Linked DNA regions of Mus musculus: regions 1 and 2 are each linked to region 3. Evidence: chromatin contacts called from public promoter capture Hi-C data. All regions are on one chromosome and are shown on one strand. The core of a region is the stretch at or near the end of the contact, and the rest is flanking DNA. Distances in the headings are between cores, read along the strand shown.

What was found. Promoter capture Hi-C pulls out the DNA fragments that hold promoters and counts their contacts.
Region 1: a contact with region 3 is called in a promoter capture Hi-C map of second pharyngeal arch cranial neural crest. The contact joins the promoter of Adcy9 here to the promoter of Hmox2 in region 3. A contact is called at or near these places in 6 of 39 promoter capture datasets (the C10 cell line, cranial neural crest, frontonasal cranial neural crest and 3 more).
Region 2: a contact with region 3 is called in a promoter capture Hi-C map of stem cell-derived epiblast-like cells, with 3 times the contacts expected there. The contact joins the promoter of Nagpa here to the promoter of Hmox2 in region 3. A contact is called at or near these places in 2 of 39 promoter capture datasets (pre-B cells and stem cell-derived epiblast-like cells).

Annotation. Positions count from the first base shown.
Region 1 is chr16:4,417,707-4,421,961 of GRCm38.p6, forward strand. Adcy9 (adenylate cyclase 9) reads right to left here and starts at 2,792. Exons shown (of 11, transcript NM_009624.3): 1 at 2,070-2,792; 2 at 147-1,882. The coding sequence starts at 1,839.
Region 2 is chr16:5,201,258-5,205,697 of GRCm38.p6, forward strand. Nagpa (N-acetylglucosamine-1-phosphodiester alpha-N-acetylglucosaminidase) reads right to left here and starts at 2,755. Exons shown (of 10, transcript NM_013796.3): 1 at 2,640-2,755; 2 at 2,084-2,542; 3 at 117-256. The coding sequence starts at 2,725.
Region 3 is chr16:4,723,983-4,727,897 of GRCm38.p6, forward strand. Hmox2 (heme oxygenase 2) reads left to right here and starts at 2,379. Exons shown (of 6, transcript NM_001136066.2): 1 at 2,379-2,489.

The sequences.
Region 1 (4,255 bases), core at 1,542-4,041, 310 kb before region 3:
CACACTGATTCCCCACAGTCAGGTGTACCGAGACAGCCAACTGCCTCCAGACACTATCGCTCGCTGCAAAGAGGTTTTTCAATTATTGTTAATACCATGGAAGGCAAACAGGATGGGGAAGGGAGAAGACAAAGAAAAGCACGTACCTTTCAACTGGTCAGCCACCACACTCTGCCCAAGGCGCTCAATAACTCTCCCATCTTCCATTTCATACCTGTCGTCTAAGTATTTTGCAGTGGCCTCAGATATGTGAACTTTGCCAGCCACTCCCAGCTGCTCCATGAGATTAGCCAAGTTCACATCGTTGGACCACACATCAAATTTAAACCTCCTCATGCCCAGGATGCCACACAGGACAGTCCCCGTGTGAACCCCAACACGCATGTTCACCATCTCTTTCTTCTCCTGGCAGAACTGCTCGATGGCTTTTATCATGCCTAAGCCCATTTCAATGCAGCAGTAGGCATGGTCTGCCCGGGGCTCCGGACACCCTGCCACACAGTAATAACAGTCCCCCAGAGTGCTGATCTTCTCACACTTGGTCTGCTCACACAGGCGGTCAAAGCGACCGAACAGGTCATTGAGTAGGCCTACCAAGGCATGCGCAGATTTGTTGGCGCTCATCTTGGTGAAACCCACAATGTCTGCAAATAAAATACTGACTTCTTCAATCTGCTGCATCTTAAAGGGGCGGAATGCTATCGGTGCCTTCTGTATGGAGGACTTCTTCTTCCTGTTCTTGGGACTGGAGGTGGCATGCCTCTTGACGGAATTCTCACTCTCCTCGTCCCCTTGTTTCATTAAGTCGTCGGCTATGATTCTTGGCATCACTGAATGAATCATCCTCTCTTTCAGGGCTTTCTCTACTTCCAGATCTTTGCCGTGCATAATGGATTGTCCCACCTTGAGAAAGGTGCTCCTGGACCTCACCTGAGACATGACAAACAGATGGATCCCGATAGCGTGAATGCACACGTGAAGCAGGGCTCTGCTCAGCAGCTCCCAGTGCAGGGCCCCAGGGCCCGGAGAAGGGTAGCAGTCTTCGTTTCGGAAGTGGTAGCCGAAGGTCTCAAAAAGGACAGAATAGACCACCCCCAAAAACAAGCTCAGGTACAGAGGTAACTGCATGACTGTGTAGAGCAAAAGGAGCACTTCGATGCATATGGAGAAGCTTCCTACTTGAGATAAGCAAGTGTCCGCCGGAGTGGCCGTGAGAGTATGATTGGAGCTGTCAACACGTCCTGACAGAGGTGTCCAAACCTGAAACTGCGCAGCCAGGGTCAGGGCGAACACCAGCAGGGTGAGAGCCAGCGAGGTCCACGCATAATGCCGGGCGTACAGCTTGGTGAAAGTAAACAGGAAAAAGCCCACACACACCACCAGGAAGCACAGAGCTGGGACCACCATGACAATCACTTTGGATTTCATGTGGACAGCGAAATAGATGCTCCAGAGAAGGCAGGCGAAGCCCACATAAAAGAGTGCGTACCGGAAGCGGCGCTGGGTCTGCGGAAAGCAGCGCTCCAGGCAGGCCTCCTCCAGGTTCATGGAGTCGAATTTGGGGTCCCACCACCGGCTGGAGGCCCTCTCAAAAAGCTGGGGCAGCTTCTTCTGTCTGCGCAGGCGACCCCCGCCGCCAACCCTCCGGGGAAGGCCCCCTGAGTCTCCCGAGCTGCTACAGCTGGAGGAGATGCTGTACTTGCAGTGCTTCGGGTGGGTGTTGGAGGACAGCTGCTTAGGGTTGATCTTGACCCTCACGCTGTTGCTGTCTCCGCTTGAGTCGCAGCTCACCTCGGTGCTATGGTGATGCAGCAGCTGCTGGTGGGGTGAGGAAGCCATGTTGCCGAGCTCTTGGAACCTTTCCCGACCAGGTCAGGGGCACCTGCAGGCAAAACCAGCAGAATTAGAGCGGCCTGACTACACACACTCCCGGAGGGCCACGCGACCTGTGCTTGTCGCGAGTGCGAGCTCTGGCGAGCCACTTGGGAAGGCACCACCATATGTTCACCAAAACTGCCCATAACGGCGCATAAAAGCGCCAAGGCGAGCGAGAACCGCACGGGCCGTACCTGGTGCTCCCAGGGTTCTCGTGCCGCGGCCGCGCTGAGTCTTGGGTCCCCGGCAGCGCTGCGCTGCGCTCCCCTCGGGCGCCGTCGCCCGCTGGTGGCCTCTCCCCGTGCAACTCCAACTGCAGCTCCAGAGGGAAGTTCAGACCTTGAGCGCTCGGGGCACCGGGAGCAGCTTTCGCAAAAACAACTCGGGAGGCGAGCAGCGCTTCATCCTGCCGCAGCAGCGCCCGGTGCGTCAAAGCGCGCGGGCCAACCTGCGGCTCCTGCCGCGTTCCGTCCCCTTGCGGCTAAGCACCAGCGGGCTACCCTGCCCCGCGCCCCTGCTCGCGAGCTTGAGGAGCCCGAGGGCCGCCCGTCCGAGCGGCCGGTCTAGCAGGGCCTGCTGCCCGCAGCCGAACGCACCCCGGCCCAGAGCCGAGCTCGGGGCACTGCGCGGGCCCCTCCACAGACCGCCGTGCGGGCTGCCGCAGAGCCTGACTCCCGCGACGCCGGCTGGCCAGCACGCCGGTCGTCCGCACGCCGCGCCCACGCCCCAGGGGCCCTGCCTGAGCTACAGATGCCGCTGCGGCTGCGCCCGCCGCCCGCTCTCCCGCAGCCGCTGCCTCAGGTCGGAAGAGTAGCAGCCGCAGCCGCCGCCACCACCATCTCCGGCCCCCTCCTCCTCCCCCTCCCGCTGTCACTGACAGACGCGCGCCCGCGCCGCCCCTCTCCTCTGCCGCAGCGCGCACGCGCGGCCCGCGCACGTCACCGCCGGGTCCGGGACACGCGCACCAGCAGCGCGCCACCCCGCCTAGGAGCGCGCGCCCGGCTCGGGGCTGCAGCGGGGCGGGGCCGGGCGGACGCGCTCTGGGCGCCGCCCTCCGCCCTGGGCTGCTCCGAGCCTGGGCCGCCTGCTGTGGGCACCAGGCCTCCGCCTTCTTCCGAGGCCTTGGCTGCCTTTGACTACTTGCCCCGCAGCCTGGCCCCCAAGTCCGCACAGGAAGCATCTAAGCGCAGTTTACCTTTTGGATACATCGAAGTTTTCAGTCCCTGGCTTTGCTCGATTGTGACCTCCCTCCCATTCTGCCAGCAATGTAGGAGTGTTCCCAGTGGTGCTAGGCCCCTCTGAACTTGCTGGGGGATGGAAATGATCATCACCAGCCAAGCCACTTCTGATAGCTTCTAAAGTCGAGCACCACTGAGGACCACCTTTGCCAACCCCCTGGGGAAGTTATCTTCCCGACTTTGAAGATCTTTCATTCTTCACATGAACAACTGTTTTTCCCTCTCCACAAGGAAAACGTTCAAAGAAATCAGCTTCCCATTAATAAGTTCTACATTGGTCTGTGTAAACTCTGGCCTGAATAAACACAATTCTATATTCTCTGGTCGCACCCTGGCTGCCACACCGTACAGTGTTTTTCTGCAACCACAGGGGACTAACTGACCCTTCCTTCCCACAGCTCTCGGGGCCCATCCCAGGCATCCACAGTCACTGTGGAATTCAGGAATAGGAAGGTAAAATATAGACTATCTATACAACCGAATATTATTCGACTATAAAAATGAAGTACACTTGCTACAACCTCTGAAACACACTGGGTAAAAGAAACCAAACACAAGAGGCCACATATTGTATGATTGTATTAATGTGAAATGCCCAGAACAAGCAAATCTATAGAGAAAATACAGGTGATGGATGCCTGCGGTTGTATGAAGTACTAGGTATTGACTACACTATCAAGCCTGGGGGTTCCTTTTGGGGTGATGAAAACATCTGGAACTAGTGAGAACACAACGCCGTGGATTCTGTAGTAGGTATACTTCATGAACGTACTAGTGTCTTTGGATTGCTTTAATGATAAGTACAACTGCATAAATGGTAAGTTTTATGCAGTATGTATTGCACCACAATAAACAGGAACTTTTTAAAGTAAACGTGTCATTGTTGATATATTCCAGCTCAAAGTGCAAGATGTCCATCTAATTATGAGAAAACATCTGAGGAAGGAACTTAATCTGAAAAATACTCCACAACCAAACTGCCAAGTGCTCTTCACAGTGCCAGAGTCACCAAACACAGAGCCTAAGGTATTGTCACAAGTAAGGGGCAAATTGTCATTAAAGGGCAAAGTAGAACAGGAAAAAAAACAAAAACAAACAAACAAAAAACAGTGGGAAGGCAGCTGGTGAAACATGCAGTGTAT
Region 2 (4,440 bases), core at 1,505-4,004, 480 kb after region 3:
TCAATACTCAGGACTCACATGGCGAAAGGAAAGGAGCATGCATGCACCCGCTGCATGCACAAAATAAACAAATCAAAACCTAATACAAATAAAACAGAACACCTGTGCTTCCTGACCTGTCTCCTGTGTCTCGTCACACTCGATGGCTTGGCTCTCGTTGATGTAGATGTTTCCATTGCGGATGAGCCACACGACTCCGCTCAGCAGCTGCACGAACGGATTCACGGGATCCAGAACCTCCTCCTCAGACAGGTACCTGGAAGCGGGGAGGCAGGAGGTTCACTCATTGGCAAGAGCAGCTTTGGGTACCAGGGGCTTCTTGATGCTCATTTTTCTACAGTCTTCCTGATCCTGAAATTAGCATCTGTTAGACTCTACTGCCCTGGCTGCTTAAGCAAAAGTCAAACAGCCAACTAGACAAAGCGTCTGTCAGCACCAGCCGCCTGGAGCTCCACAGACACTTGGAGACAACCACACAAAGACTTCAGGTTCCCGAAGGCATAACCTCAGCCAGGCCGTTTGAAATGGTTTGTGCCAGATGACACTGCAACTATTCCTACCTTGGCCAAGAGAGCATATCCCCTGATAGTCTAGGAGGACTTTGTTGTGATGCATGCTAAAGAGGCAAGGCTGTGATTGGTGCAAACACAAACCTTCATTTGCACTGGAGGTGTGCTGTGATTGGCACTGACACCCCTTCTTTGGATATATAGGCAGGTGTTCAGTTAGTTCAGTTGGAGTGTGAGCTGGAAGATGCTCTCCTGTGTGCCTACACAGGAAATAAAATTCCTCCTGAGCTATAGCTATGACACAATGAAAGAACCTTCTTCTCTTGCCATCTTTAGTAACATGTGCTGACCTCATAATAAAAGAAGTAGCAGTGAGCTACACATGGACAGGATAGGCAGCTGTTTGGCAGTTAACAAGGGAGGATGGGCTGGAAAGACAGAGCATTGGGTAAAAGCCTTCCCACCACACATGTGAACCTGCGTTCAGATCCTCAGCACCCATGAGAAAGCTGGCTGGAACAGCACACACTGTAGCCTTAGTGCTGGGGTGGGGTGGACAGAGGGAAGCAGGAGGGCCCTGGGGTTTGCCGGCCAGCCAGGTTAACTGAACCAGTGATCTCTAGATTCAGATTTTGTGTTAGAAAATAAGATGGAGGAAAAGAGAATAGAAGACATTTGAAATCAAACTCTGGTCTCCCCTCAGGCACACACAGATGCACACACATTTAAAAAAAAAAAGTAGGAGGTGAGCAGGTCAGTGGACCATTGTAAAGGAGCAATAGGGGTACTGAGACAGTGATCATGACAACAAGTCTGGAAGGGAGTCCAAGAGAGGAGCAAGGGAGATGGCTGGAATGTAGAGAGGTTGAAGGACAGAGCCAGGGAAGAGAAACTGCAGGCGCTGGTCACTGGCAGAAGTTTTAGGATCTGTGAAAACCTAAGATCAACAGTGGTGACACTGGCTGATGTTGAAGGATGAAGAACCAGATACATGGGCAGGCCCAGAAATTGCAACCAAGGGCTGAGAAGAGTTGGGGAAAGCCCACTTCCCAGCCTTGGCAAAAAACGGAACCTTGGAAGAGAACTGGAACACCAGATGGCGCTACCTTCTACTCCTGCCTGCCTGCTGTCAACTCTGGCTGCTGTCAAATTTCAAGAAACACAGAAACTTCCAAAGGCTGCCCTCAACAAGCTCCTTGTCTAACCTGGATTTTTATCAGGACAGCAAAAGGCCTCCAGCTAGCTGTCTGGGACTGCTCCATAAACTCTACACTATTTCCAATTGGTTCCATGGCTTCGTTGAACACGAAATGTTTCTCTAATACTACACAAAGTTCACTAGGGCACAAACTGTGTTCAGGCTCACGGTCGCCTCCCCAAGTCCCCACACACGGCCTGATCACAGATTATTCAGTGGCACATGAATAAACTTAAAGGAAGGAAGGTGTCAGCGTCATTACTCGGAAGAAGAAAGACAGGAAGTTTGGTTAGGGACCTGGACTCGGAGGCATGGCTCTGAAAGAACATCAGAGACCCTTTGCCCTCTACAGCCCCGGGGCTCCCTGCCTCCTCACCCGGTGACTATGGTTCCATCGCGTCGGATACCGAACTGCGCGTTCTGCAGTCCCCCTGAGCTGCTCACCAGCCGCCCGTCGCTCACCACGTTCCCCAAGCACTCGCCAGTGCTCATGCGGAAGAAGCCACCGTTCTGAGCGATGCGGCAACCGGCCGGGACGGCTGTGTCCTCCACAGTAGCGCGGCGCTTCTGCGCGCAGCCCCCGGCTCCTCCGGGCTCCAGCACCGAGAAAGTGCGTAGGGGATCGGCGACCCGCGTCAGGTGGCCGGCCACCGCGCGCCCCTCGAAGTGCGACACGAAGGTGCGCACGGCCGCGTGGTGGCTGGCGCCGGGGTTCGTGGGTGGCGGAGGCCAGCTCTCCTGCTCTGGGCTACCTGAGCGCACCCGGGCGCAGTCTCGCGAGGGACGTCTGCGCGCTAGTGGGTAAGGCAGCAGCAGGTCATCGTCGCGGGAAACCCTGCAGGGACGGGGCGATCGTGAGGTCGGAGGGCTGTGCCTGAGAGCGCTCAGGAAAGGTGGACCCCAGCCAGGCTGGCCCCGGCGGCTGCACTCACCCGAAGCTTAGGCTGCACCACGCCACCCCGAGTAAGCCGAGCAGCGCGGGTATGAGGAACAGCCCGGGCCCCCTGGGCGCCGCCATATTGGATTGGTGCTCCGGTCACGTGGGCTCGCCCCACGTGATTCCAGGCCAGGCTGTTGGGTGCTTTGATTACGCATTCGAATTCCATCAGAGAGGGTAAGGCTGGAAGGGAGATAGATAGCTTTTTATTCTCATATTATGTCAAACTTACAGAAAATTGCAAGAACAGATGCTGGGCCTGTGTAAGTCTGTACAGAACTTGCTTCTCGTGCTTAAAGCCCTAGTTCCTTCTGTGTTGCACAAACCAGAAGTGGTGGCCCACGCCACAACCCCAGCATTCAGCAGAGGCAGGAGAATCGGAAGTTAAGAGGTTGGCTATTCTTGGCTAGTTAGTTAGTTTGAGACCAGTCTGGACTACTTGAGACTTTATCTGAAAGACAAGAAGAGGAAAAGGAGCCTAGGGGGTAAGAGGAGGAAAAGATGGAGGAGGAGGAAGAGGAACTTTTAAGAGTGAAGCTCGAGGCCAGCCTGGTCTACAGAGTGAGTTCCAGGACAGCCAGGGCTACACAGAGAAACCTTGTCTCGAAAAACAAAACAAACGAGAGAGAGAGAGAGAGAGAGAGAGAGAGAGAGGCTTGCAGCCCACTCGTGGTGGTGCACACCTTTCATCCTAGCATTTGCTAGACCTGTCTGACTGGATTAACTCTTGTGTTTTGGGTAGCTTGGTTTATCTTCGTTTTTGTTTAATTTTATTTTTGAAGCAGGGTCTCTGATTTATAGGTAGGCTGGCTTGAAATTCAGTGTGTAGACTGGTCTAGAGCCTCTTGCTTCTACCTAATCCCCAAGTGATGGGATTAAAGGCACAGGTCCCCAACCTGGCCCTGTTTTGGGTATCTTAGAATGACAGGTCTCCACTCTTTCCTCCTCTTGACCAGAAGAAACTAGTTTTCCTCTAGGATATAGGAACGACTGGCGAGATGGCACAGCACATAAATGAACTCGCTGTGCAACCTGAGATGAAGACCCTGAACCCATGGAGAGGAGGAAGAAGAGAATTGGCTGTAGAAAGTCTGATCTACATGTGTGCACCACTGCCTATGCACCCACTTGTATCTCACACACAGACCATAATAACTGACTGACTCAAGCTTTCAGGTGACAAGTGTCCTGTGTTATAGTAAGTCCCGAGCCTGGGATCCTCCTGGCGAGTGTCCCCTTGAAGCACGGCTTGTGCTTCAGTGCTGCCTGTCAGAGGCTGCTCTTCTTAGGGCTTACCCAAAGGCAGAGCCCAACGCAAAGTCCAGTTCCTGACCTCCTCAGGGGCATTGTCAATCTAGTAGGTGCCAGGGATTTGAATAGGTTTAAGCCCCTTTCTGTCTACAGTGAGCAGTGTGTGTGCTTGAAACCAGAGCCATGCTTCTTGGGGTCTGTGTGTGATCAGGCTCAGCCATCTGTACTGAGCCTTGTCCTTCCCAAAACTCATGGTCTTTGCAAGGCCTCAGAATGGGTTTCTTTGTATGTCTGGGTTTCTTAGGCACAATTTGTTTAGATGAGGTCATCCTAGAACTCAGGGGATTGCAAACCTAGTCTGACTGCTGTACTGAGAAGAGGCAGATACACACAGGGGAGGCAGGGCCACATGGAGGCATTGCAGCCACTGGAGAGGGGCAGCCACAAGCCAAGTGATGTCTAAGATGTCCAACAGCCACCGCCACTCAGAGGCAGGCAGCAGACTGAGCCCAGATTCTTCTGAGATCTCCAGAGAGCCTGCATGG
Region 3 (3,915 bases), core at 1,129-3,628:
TCTTTTAGCCTAGGTGCACATCTTTGTAAGGTCATCTTGAATTCACTGAGACTCGTGAAATCAAAAGGTCCAATACAAACTGTTTGAACCAGCCTTCGGGAGCCCATATGATCATCTGTGATCATCAGTTAGCGTTCTTGAGGTGTCTGTGGGGTGTCCCAGATGTCTGGTTCTTGAGGTGTCTGTGGGGTGTCCCAGATGTCTGGTTCTTGAGGTGTCTGTGGGGTGTCCCAGATGTCTGGTTCTTGAGGTGTCTGTGGGGTGTTCCAGATGTCTGGTTCTGGCAGAAGAACAGCCATTTGGATGACAGTCCTTTCCTTAAAGACAGGTAGGCAGCAAGAAAGAGTCTAAGGCAGCCATCAAATGAAGAGTCACACTGGACCGTCCTGAACATCTTTGCTTACTTTTAGAACCACAAACATTAGAAGGAGTGCTTGCCTTTAGCTAAGTGTTAGTGTTAAAATCACTAACAGTGGTTTTAACAGCCATTGACTTTACCAGAGTCCAACACCTGTATAGTGCCTCAATAAGAGATGGGTCTCTTTAATCTATCTTGCTTCCAACTGGCACCCATCAAGTGCCCTAATGATCACACCTACCCCCAGGAGAACACCTGACTGCCTCTACTTTGTTAAAAAGCCCTACTGAGCTGGCAGTGGTGGCGCATGCCTTTAATCCCAGCACTTGGCAGAGGCAGGCAGACTTCTGAGTTTGAGGCCAGCCTGGTCTGCAGAGTTTCAGGACAGCCAGAGCTACATATTGAGATCCTGTCTAGAAAAACAAAACAAAAGGAAGCCATAGGGACTGAAGGACCTTAAATCGTTATGATATTAGGACACCCATTGGTGCCAGGACAGATCTAGCAATGAATAAATTAGGTAAGAAAAGAGGTGGTACTCTGGTTTTTGGAAATGTTCACCATGAAAAGCTCTGATAATATAGCACAGTGGAGAGTTCTTGTCTAGCATGCTGGAGATCCTGGATTCAATCCCTAGTAGTGTGTCCTCTTTCAACAACAACAACAACAACAACAACAACAACACAGAAAAGAAGGCTCTGAGGAGAGCTTACATAAACTACTTTCTTGTAACTCTGTCCCAATAAAATCCAACACCCTGGTCCTGCTCATGCAGAAACTGCCTTCATACTTTGGTCATCAATTAGATTATCTAGGCTGCTTCCAGAACTTGTTGTTTTTTTTGTGAATAGTGTTGAGTAGGAAAAGATTCTGCAAATTTGGTTAAAGCTTCTAGTGTGGAAATCTTCCTAGCTTGTGGGTGCATCGTGCACCTGAATAATAGAGAGGTAGAAAGAGAACATTTGTTGGGTTGGGGAGACATAACTCTGCAAAAGTAAGGAACTTTTCTATGTCCTCCTTGCTTAATGACACGGAGACCTTTATATTTATTATAAAGGTGAGGCGCAGAGCCAGGCAGACTCTAAGCTATTCTAACCAAGTATGCTGGCCTACTTCCCAGCCATGTGGACCTTTCCTGCCTTCTCAGGCTTGCTCTGGCTCCTCCTCCTTCATTCCTGTTCGGATTCCTGTCTCCCTTCTCTCCCACCTGAGATGCTCTCTCTGTCTCTGGCCTCAGAAGTCCTGCCATATCCTCTCCTGCCCAGCCATAGGCTATTAAGCTCTTTATTTAACCAATCAGGAGGTGATAGAGAATAATATTTTATAAAATACTGAGTCATACTAAAGTCGAGACTGGAGCTGGACCTCTGGGTACAGGAATCAGACAGAATACAGAGTGCACAGAAATGTCCCTCAGCATAACTCAGTAAGAGAGCTTACTCAAAATCTAGAATTCCATCTCCAGCACAAAACCAAACCAAAACTTTAATAGTTAAAAAAGTAATTAAGTGCTGGGCAGTGAGTGGTGGTGCATGCATTTAATAACCCCAGCACTTGGGAGGCAGAGGCAGGCGAATTTCTAAGTTCGAGGCCAGCCTGGTCTACAGAGTGAGTTCCAGGACAGCCAGGGCTATACAGAGAAACCCTGTCTCGAAACACCCCGCCCCCCCAAAAAGAATCTATTAATTCTTCCCCAACAAGTTACATTCCCAACCCTTTTGTGTTTTTGTTTGAGCACTGACAAATGCTCACACTGTAGCCCAGGTTGCTCTTGAATTCTCCAGGTTGCTCTTGAATTCTCCAGCCTCAACCCCACCCCTGTCCCCCACCGAGTGCTGGGATTCCAGGCTTGAGCCCCCACTCTCGATCAACAAGCAGTTGGCTTTGGCTGACACGCTTCCTTCCTCTCCGGTTAACATTACTACTCCCCACTCCCGAAGCTTTCTCAGAAGGCAGTGTCGGCTCGCCCAAGAGCCTCCCGCTAGCTGCCGTGCGCCTGGGGGCGTGGCCTGGTGACTCCGCCCCTCGCTGCGTGCGCACGTCCTACCGTCCTGGCGCTCGCCCTCTCGGCTGCGAAGGTACAGAGAGAGTCGCAGACGCGGAGACTGACTGACCTGCGGAGCCACTGACGGTGAGTGGTCCGCTCTGTGCCCCGTCCTCCCCTCCCGGGTCCTTGCATGGCGGCGGCCTTCTTCGAAGCTCTGCTCCGCTGTCCCCCCGCGACTCGTCCTCAGCCTGAGGGGACGTCGGGCGGGGGGTGGCCGGAAGCGGGCTGAGGCGGGCGAGCGAGCGAGCGGGAGACTGGGGGTCGGAGAGGGGCCACCGAGCGGGCCTTGAGCGTCAAATGAGCCCGAAACCGCGGACGTCGCGCTCTAGACGGCTTTGAGCTCCATCCCCAAGAGTCCTCTGGTGTTCCCGTGGGGCATAGCCCCTCCCAGCGTCACGAATGCTCTTGAGGTGACTCCGGGGTCGAAGTTAGTGCAGCAGCGCAGCACATGAGCCTACCTGAGGTCCCGGAGGAGCCCGGGGCGTGGCGGCCTTGTTGGCCAGCCTTCAGTGGCTCCCCTCGGTGGCAAGATCCCTTAGAATCCCTGTGGGGACTTGATGAGTGACCTGTGGTTCTGAGTGCAAGACTGGGAGGACTCAGTCGTAGATGTAGCCGGTTGGTCTGGCCCAGGAGGTCACCTGTCACCACCAAAGCACAGAGCTCCAGGTGACTTAATTGCTCTGTAAGAACTGCCTGGACCGCCTTGCACACTGCTTGCACAAGGACTGTCTTGTGTCATGCCGTTTAAATTGGTTCTGAAGGACCAGTTGTGGCCTGTGTTCAATTGTGGGCACCGCAAACTCAACTAGAGAAGGGAGTGTTCCCGAAAGACAGAAATATCATATACTGTCCAGTTGAGGGAGAGCGCTTGCTCTCCAGTCCTTTCTAAATCCTTGAGTGTTTTACTACCTATAAAGTGAGAATATTAAGAGACTCGTGAAGTAAATCCACGAACATTCCACAGGCGAGATAACAGCACTGAAGATCTTAGTTATGCATAGACATCCTGTGATTTTTTCAGAAGTGGATTAGAGATTAGAAATGGTTTTGTTTAAGTGGTCATACTGGCCTTAAACAGTCTAGTCATGTAGAAGGTTTTGTGCGTTCCTATTTCTGGTATAGTGCTTCAGTTTATAATAGTTATTATAAATGTCATTTAATACATAATTATTAAGAAAGTTTTTTTTGGCGGTGCAGTTTGAACAAGATGAGCATGTATTTTACTACTGAGCCCACAACCCTACCCAGTGTTTTGTGTTTTGAGAAGGAAATCTTGCCATGTAGTGTGCACTAACTGAATTTGAGATCCTCAGGCTCCTAACTGTTAGGATTATGATGAGCTTGCACTATAGTGCCCAGCCTAAATCTTTTTTTCCCCCCTTTGAGTCAGGCTCTCTCAAAATTATTTAGTCCTGTCTTTAAACTTTCTCTATAGACAGGCCTCAACTCACAGAGATCCCACTGCCTCTGCCTCCTCTGTGCTGGGATTAAGGTGGGTACATCATGCTGT